Linked DNA regions of Mus musculus: region 2 is linked to region 1. Evidence: chromatin contacts called from public HiChIP or PLAC-seq data. All regions are on one chromosome and are shown on one strand. The core of a region is the stretch at or near the end of the contact, and the rest is flanking DNA. Distances in the headings are between cores, read along the strand shown.

Region 1 (4,183 bases), core at 741-3,240:
TGTATAGCAGAAAGCAACCCAGGTCTGCTCCTTACCACTTACACGCTAGGGTGTAACAAGTTTGTGAGAACATTTGTGACTTGGGTCACAAAAAACCAAAATGTACCAATATTTGGATCCAGAGATACCCTGTCCCTCAGATTAGAGACCACAGAGGTGGCCCAGTCAGGAGAATCAGGGAAGACCGACCTCTAGAGCAAGACCCTCTAGTCTCCTGGCAAATGGAGAGCACCCGCCCTCAAGCTGTGAGGGACACTCTCTCCTTTGCCTTTTCCTGGTGGTTGGGGCACAAGGACTGAGTAGGCAAGAGAGTTTAGTCATCCAAACCAGGTTCAGTCCTGCCTAGACGCCCAGGGCCAGGAAGAAGTCCAAGCTTGACCTGACCGATGGGCTGCCCAGGGACCCTGCAACCATGGAATCCAGGAAATCGCCTCAATGTCAAAGCCCTGAGATGGAGCCACACACAAGGGCACCAAGCACACCTGCTCCACCCACAGGGCCTAAGCATGCTACCCTGCCTCCCCACCCCCCAATCACTGCCAAGCCATGGACTCAAGTTTCTGTGGCTATGCCCTGTCAGGCCTCTGTTGCACTGCCAGTCCCTGGCTCAGCGTCCAGAGGCCCAGCTTAACTCCAATAGGGAAGTCCCTTCTCCTGAGACCACCACAGCCATTCAGCTAGGAAAAACACTACATTAGAAGTTGACTCAAGTCAGGAGATGAACCGAGCACCTCCCAGGAATGCAAATGTTGTGTGGTTCAGAAAGGTCAGAGGCACAGGAGCCAGGAACCAAGGGGGCAGGGTACACGGAATGAAGCTTCTTGGTTTCCAGTGACCCTTGACCTCTCTGCCTTGCCACAGGGACTCTAGAGGGACCTGGAAGAGTCTGTTTTCAGGCTTCAAAACTTTTCTAAGTTCCAGAAAACAGGCGGGTGCCTATGAGCCACCTATTTCACATTACCCCATCTCAAGCGGAGGATCCACTGGGTGCTAGGAGCCACAAACCCCCAATCCTTCTCCGTGATCCCACCCCCCACCCCCCGCATAAACTGCACACCCACCAGGGCAGTCCTGAGCCCCGGGTTTCCATCCACAGAGGAGGAACGCATCAGGCTCTGTGCTTAACCAGAGAGAAGGGAGTTGGCTTTAAGAGTGGCCTTCGGCACCCAACATGGACCAGCTGGGCACAGGAGCACCAGTGGATGGTGGTCAGAAAGCCTGGGCCCTCGCCTGTCCGTCAGAAAGAACTGTCTGGCCTACCCAGAGGGTAGTCAGTGGCTCGGAACCCCAGCTTGCCACACTCAGGGTCACTGGGCGCAGAAACTCTACCTACACCTGCTGTAGATGCGCAGCAGGGTTGCCGGCGACGGGGGCGCTCTCTGACGTCCCCAGACCCGAAAGCCCAGCCGGCGCGGACAGGTGCCAGCTCGTGCACACAGGCGCGGGAGGAGGCCAGCGCCCCTGCCCAGGCCGCGCGGCCCACTGACCCGAAGTCCTGGTCCATGGACTTGAAGAAGAATTTGTAGGCGTGCACCGGCCGGTTGCTGAGCACGTTCTTGAAGTCGGCCAGCGTGACGCGCTCGGGAGCTACGGGCAGCTTGACCAGGTACGGCGTCTCCTCCTCGTCCATGTGGTAGATGATTTTGGTCTCCGCCATGGCGCGGCAGGGGCGACGCGGAACCCGCGCGGCGTCAGGGCCCGGCTCGCCTCTCGGACGCGGGGCGCCCTCCCAAACCGCCGGCCCGCGCCCCGCCCGGCCGCCCCGCGGCCCCTTGGCGCGGCCGCCCCTCCCGGTCCCGGCTCGCACCCGTTCCCCGCCTGTCGCCCCGCGGCCCGCGGCCGCCCATCCGCCGCGGCCCCGGAGCGGGCGCCAGGGAAAGCGGCTCTGAGGGCTCCCGCGGCCCGCCGCCCCCTCGGGCTGTTCACGAACCGCCTGCTGGGGTGGAGCGCGCCGCCGCCGGAGGGCGCTTCGGGGCCGGTGACGTCACTAGTCGCCCGCAGCGCGGGCGGGGCGGGACTGCGCACGCGCAGAGCGGGTCCGGCGGGGCGGGGCTACGGCTTGCGCACGGGCGGGGCAACCGGGGTGGGACTGGGCGGGCTCAGAAGGCCTGGCCGGTCGGGTCTCTCCGAGCGCTGTCTTGGGGTGGAGCCCAGATTCCCAACAGGCTGCGATCCTTGAGGCGTTTGGGTCTGAGGTTTCTGGGCAGGTGGGCACGCTGGACCCCAGAAAGACAGAGAAACCCTGGAAAGATCGCTCCCCTTGAGCCAATAAGGTCTGCCAGGGAGCAGAGGAGTGTCCTTAGGTTAGGCCGGTCCTGATTCTCCTTCTAGGTGCTCAGAATGTGGAGGCACTGTCCGCTCGGGCGGCTTCAGGCGCCCTATAAGAATCTGAAGATACCTATGCCTAGCCCAAACAGCGAGAGCCTCACTGTGCCCCCATGCTAATCCTGAGCTCAATTCTTATGCCCACTGCCTTGTCCCGTCGGATCTCCAAGAAACTCAAGTAGGTATCCACACAGATGTCCAGGCAAGGCCCAGGCTGCAATTGAAGCCAAAGGAATTTTAGCCCTGGATACTGTAGATCCAACCAGCCAGGTGTCCTCTGCAGACCAAGGAAGACCAGGTCCGCCCCTCAGTCCAGGATGGCCTAAGACCATTAGAGGGAGTGATTCACTGACCAGTAAGAATGGGGGAAGACATAGGATATTGATCAGTGATGAAGAAAAGGGGTGCCTGTTGTGACCTTGGACCATCCCCAGACACGAAGCCCGCACAAGGAAAGATCCCACCACTGCCTGGAGGACTCAGAGGTAGGCATTGAATGCATACTAAAGGCCGCTGAAGTCAACCTAAGCAGAGTTCTCCCCTTTGCTTCCATTGCTATCCTGGAAACCTATTCTTCCCTTGCCAGTAGCTGGCCTTCCTTGAATCTCTACAAAAGCAACCTGAAGGCACCAGGCAGCCGGGCGTGGTGGCGCACGCCTTTAATCCCAGCACTCGGGAGGCAGAGACAGGCGGATTTCTGAGTTCGAGGCCAGCCTGGTCTACAGAGTGAGTTCCAGGACAGCCAGGGCTACACAGAGAAACCCTGTCTGGGAAAACACACACACACACACACACACACACACACACACACACACACACACACACACACACACACAAAAGAAAGAAAGAAAGAAATCAGCAAGATGGCCTCAGAGGGTCTGCCCAAAGGAGAAGGAAGACAGATCCTTTCCTGAGTGCCCCTTGACCCAAGCTACGACTGGTCTATGGGTCAGAAGCAATCAAATAAAGGGGTTCCCATAACCCAGATGCCCTTGATTCCCAGCTGACTCGCCCAATTATAGAAGGTAGGAGCCATGGTACTGACGCTGATGGGACAGTTTCTACTGTAGAAGAGATGGTTGTGATGCGAGAACCTGTCCCTTTCCAGAAGTAGCCTTGTCCAGTAGCAGTGTGATCTCTGATGGGGCCAGAGGGCACACCTCAAAGGTCACTGAGGTCCTGTGACTAACTGTCATCCTTTCTCACCCCCACTATTCTTGGACCAGTGAGAAGGTGTCTGCTGCCATGTCTGATAATATGAGTTTGAACCCCAGGACCCAAATAATGCAGGCTGAAGGCTACTGGAGGAAGTTACTACCTGACCCCCACATTCATGCCATCCATTTATCTATATGCACACACTGTTAATGAAAAAAATAATAAATTTTTATTAATTAAAAATGTGATGTGATGACATGTGCCTTAATCCAATCCTAGGATGAAGGACAGAGGTAAGTGGATCCCTGTGAGTTCTAAGCCTAGCCAGGGTTATTTAGTAAGACCTTGCCTCAAAACAAAAATAAATAAATGAATGAATAAATAAATAAATACTGTCTTTTGAAAAAAAAGGGGGGAAGGGTCATTACTGTTTGTTTCCTGGTAGCCCATATCTTTTAAGGAGAAAATCAACTCCCAAACATTTTTTTTTCTTCGTTTTTTTCGAGACAGGGTTTCTCTGTGTAGCTTTGGCTGTCCTGGAACTCACTCTGTAGACCAGGCTGGCCTTGAACCTTCATAATACTGTAATGGGCATGTTCAGAAAGACACACATAAATAAGTTAATAAATCCTTAAAAGGTGGGGGTTTGAGGGTTAAAAAAGAGATGACTCAGTGGTTAAGAACACTGGCTTCTCCTCCA
Region 2 (4,183 bases), core at 494-2,993, 230 kb before region 1:
CTAGGCAAGTACTCTATCATATCCCCAGATCTTAGTTTTTAATTTCAAAATTAGAAATGTTTTCCTCCATGCAGGGGTCTGAGCCCACATCAGAGAGTAGGTCCTGGGCTGTGTATGTGGACTCTGACTGCCTGATAATGAATGCCCCGTACAGGCTGGAGAACAGCAATTCCTACCCTTCCTGAGAACTATTAAGACAAAAGGGAGGGCTGGTGAGATGGCTCAGTGGGTAAGAGCACCCGACTGCTCTTCCGAAGGTCCGAAGTTCAAATCCCAGCAACCACATGGTGGCTCACAACCATCCGTAACGAGATCTGACGCCCTCTTCTGGTGTGTCTGAGGACAGCTACAATGTACTTACATATAATAAATAAATAAATAAATCTTTAAAAAAAAAAAAAAAAGAATTTATTAAAAAAAAAAAAAAAAAAAAGACAAAAGGGAGCCAGTCTCTTAGCATCCTGTTAGACAAGTGGGTGAGAGGGGTAGCTCAAGCCTATGCCTGTGGTGTGAGACAGCAGATTTTAAGAGGTGGGCAAGGGACTGGAGAGATGGCTCAGCGGTTAAGAGCACTGACTGCTCTTCCAGAGGTCCTGAGTTCAATTCCCAGCAACCACATGTCACAATCATGTGTAGTGGCATCTGATGCTCTCCTCCGGTGTGTCTGAAGGCAGCTACAGTGTACTCATATACATAAAATAAATAACCCTCTAAGGGGGGGGGGACTCAGAATACGTGGAAGATAAGTATCATGTAGGCTCTTGTAGGGCAGGTGGGTGTCCAATGACCTTGTCCTGGGGAAGAGCCTCAAAGTTCACACCAGGAGGATAAACTAGGACTGATGGGTTTTAGGAGAAAGCTGATGTGCAAGGTCAGAGAGAATTGGGGGGGGGGGGGGTCAGGGATATTCTGGTTGAGGGAGAAAAGGGTTTTAAACGTCTAGAGCTGGGGGGCGGGGTAGTGTGCATCTCCCTCATCTCTCTATTCTCTACGCCCCAAGTTCCCTATGAATTAGTCCATCCTGTCACTCTTTGGACGGGGAAAATGGAAGGAAACATCCATCATGGGGGATGAAGAGGCCCTAGGCCTGGAAGGGGGCAGGAACGGATGGTACACACAGAAAACTGCCTGAAGAGTAGGGTCTGGAGTACTGAATCTTAAAATTCTCCAAGGTGTGAGGCAGAGGGGCAGCTGCTGGGCCAGGCGCCCGTGTGGCTGAAGGATCTAGCCACTCCCTGGGGCCAATTCTTATTTTTGGTTGCGCTCACACAATCCAGTTCGCCCTCATTTGTCCGCGTTAATTGGGCACAGGTGGGGATGTCAAGCAAACAAAGGCGCGGTCTCCTGCGGTCTCCTGGCCGGTGACCCCTTCCTTTCCCGCTGCCTGGCGCGGGAAGAGCCTGCTTGGGCCAGGAGACCGACTAGAAACGCACAGTCCCAGGCCGGGACCCCGCCGCCGCCCTGTGCGCATCAGTTAAGAGCTGGGCGCAGGGCCGGGTTGGATAGGGGGCTCGTGTCCCCAATTCAGCGGCGGGCACCTGCGCCGGCTTCTCCAGCCCCGCCCAGCTCCTGGTTGGCAGCGGACAGTGGGTGGGGAGCTCGACGGCGTACTCTCCTTCCGTCCCTTCTGAGTTCGAGTTGGCTGGGAGCCATCGTCACAGGAGGAAACCAGAAACGCCAGGTGCGCGCCTGGGACCGCCCTGCCCGCCCTGGGCTGGCCTCGGCTCCGCGGAAGCCCTAGCCGGGGGCCAGCGTCCTCCCGGGTGCACAGGTCTTCAGAGCGCGCCGCCCTGGTGGAGAAGGGTCCCACTAGCTAGGGACCTCCAGCAGGAGGGAGGGGCTGCCCTCCTGGAATTTGGAAGGCAAGCAAGCACCCGTTGCGTCCAAGTCACCCCAACCCTAGGAGCAGTTTCCGAACACGAGGCGGTGCTTTGATAGTGGCCGCTCCCTCCCTTTTCTGTGGCTTCCGAGGCCGGGGCTTGCAGCCCTCCCAGCTTCCCCGTTAGTTGGTTCGCTTGACCGCTGAGCTAGATAGTGGGGACTCCTCAGACAGAGGGAAAGGTTTCCGGGAAGGGGTTTAATGGAGAGCTGCTTTATCCCCACTTCACTTATTTCATGGCACATCCTTAGGTTTATACTCCTGTCATCAAGGGTAGCAGTCGCCCCAACTAGCTCCTGGCCTGGAGGAAGGAGGAGCCGTGATGGGGGGTGGGGGTGGGTGTTCCTCTGTCCCCAAGGGAAAAGAAAGGCATGCTCCCTTTTCTGGGGGCACCCCCAGTCCTCTTGTTCTGTGCGTTAGCCACTGGGCTCCTCCTGTTCACATTCACAAAACACATATACACAGGCATACATAGTCATGCGTGCTCAAACATAAACACCCTCCCTTACTGAGAGCACGTATGTGCTCTAACGTCTGAGCCAAGTGATATTACTTAAAAGCTCTCGGCCTCAGCATAGATTCTAAAGAGCCACTTCCTGGTGCACTCTCTTTTATGGGCTTTCTGCCTCCTGCTGGCCTGGGGCAAAGGAATAGGACAGCCACACAAACAAAAACAAAAATCTAGGCGACAAGACTTTGTTTTCCTGTGGTCTCTACAGATCTTGGGCCCTCATGACCTGCTGATGACCTGTTCCAGTTGGAGGATTTACCAAGGTTTTCTTATCTCAACAGCTCCATTTTCTCTAACATGGGCAGGCAGGCTAGTCCCCATTCCTACAGGAAGCTCTCCCCCTCCCCCAAATTGCTTTCTGTACATCCAGGCACTGAATGTTAGCAATTTTATTCATTCCTGAGGACGCAGAGGAATTAAGACAGGCATAGGAAGGAAAGAGGGAGGTAGGTCAGGAGGAAGCCGTTGAGGGCCTTGTACGGAAGTGCTGCAGCGTGCATGTGAGAAGCCCTCCCTGGAGCACAGAAAGGGTGGTCTCTGTTCCTATAGCCCACTGGCCTTAGGTATGCTAGTTTGTTTTCCAAGAACTATAGAATGTGGAAAACCTCACAGCAATTCAGAGGAAGGTCTTTTAACCTGACAGTCTCTGTTTCTCTGAAAACCCTGACAGGAGGGGCTGTGTCCTTCTTGGATACACAGCAACCCTCCCAAAGGTCTTCATAGTATGTGGCCATGTGGGGTAAATAGAGACTAGATAGGGGCCTGGATGGCTGGCAGGAGTGAGAGACACCTACCTGGAATTTGGAACAATCACCCATTGATTCTAAAGTCACCTTAACCCTAGGATCAGTTTCCCTTTCACAGCCTAGGGTGGGGCTTGTCCAGAGGACTCCCTCTCACCTCACTGCAGCTCCCAAGGATGGGGCCAAAGCCCTCTTAGCTTACTGGTTATTAGTCAAACTACTGAATTATCGTGAAGACTCCCTAGATAGAAGGGAAGGCTTCCAGTTCTGGGCTTTTTAGTGTTGATGTGTCATCTATAGGAGCTGAGAATGTAGATGTCAATGCTCGAGTGCATGTTTGATAAGTCCTAGGCTCTGGGTTCCAATGTATGTTTTTGTGTGGTTGTGTGCACATGCATGTGCATGCATGGGAAACCAGTGATTGACACTGGATCTCTTCCTCAATTGTGCTCCAACATTATATCACATCACACACACACACACACACACACACACACACACACACACACACAGAGAGAGTCATGCATGGGATTACAGATGCATGGCTCAGCACCCAGCTCTTATGTGACTATTGGGAAACTTGTCATCACAGTTGTGTGGCAAATACTTTATGGAGCCATCTCACAACCCTGAGGATTATAAATGTGTTTTCTGACAAGCCCGTGCCAGCCTCATAATCCAAGAATAGCTGAGCATTGTGGCACGTGTCTTTAATGCCCTTAATCCCAGTACTTGGGAATCAGAGACATAACTGTCTCTGTGAATTCCAGACCAGCTAGGGCTACATAGGAAAAACCTGCCTCAAAACAAAACAAACCCAACAATAACAACCACAAGAATCCAGGAACAGTATGGTTGTGTACAGGTCTTGGACAGCTTGCAAGCTCACATGCTCCCTCTGATTCCCATCATATGTGTATGTTGTTGCTGTTTGTCGGTGGGTGTTAAACTAAGGGTTTTGTGTATGTTAGGCAAGTAGCAAGTTCTCTGCTACAGAGCTACACCTTCACCCCCAGGTCTGTGATTTTGAAAGAAGGGGCCAACAATGGC

Evidence for each region. HiChIP or PLAC-seq counts read pairs in DNA pulled down with a chosen protein or histone mark.
Region 2: a FOXA1 HiChIP or PLAC-seq map of pancreatic cancer cells shows a contact between it and region 1. The contact joins the enhancer-like site here to the promoter of Dvl1 in region 1. A contact is called at or near these places in 2 of 39 promoter capture datasets (both in liver), 1 of 484 Hi-C or Micro-C datasets (nephron progenitors), 6 of 115 datasets of contacts at active chromatin or transcription factors (the 230-238 cell line, bone marrow-derived macrophages, embryonic stem cells and 2 more) and 2 of 9 other capture datasets (embryonic stem cells and liver).

What each region holds. Positions count from the first base shown.
Region 1 is chr4:155,845,209-155,849,391 of GRCm38.p6, reverse strand. Dvl1 (dishevelled segment polarity protein 1) reads right to left here and starts at 1,990. Exons shown (of 15, transcript NM_010091.5): 1 at 1,488-1,990. The coding sequence starts at 1,657.
Region 2 is chr4:156,075,356-156,079,538 of GRCm38.p6, reverse strand. No RefSeq gene overlaps it. Among named protein-coding and RNA genes, the nearest start is that of Gm52714, 13 kb to the right of the region's middle. Within about 2 kb of position 1,743, at least 212 of the 459 cell types and tissues checked have an H3K27ac peak or open chromatin away from gene starts, as enhancers often do. A contact at or near this core is called in the 230-238 cell line, bone marrow-derived macrophages, liver and 3 more, where this site is marked.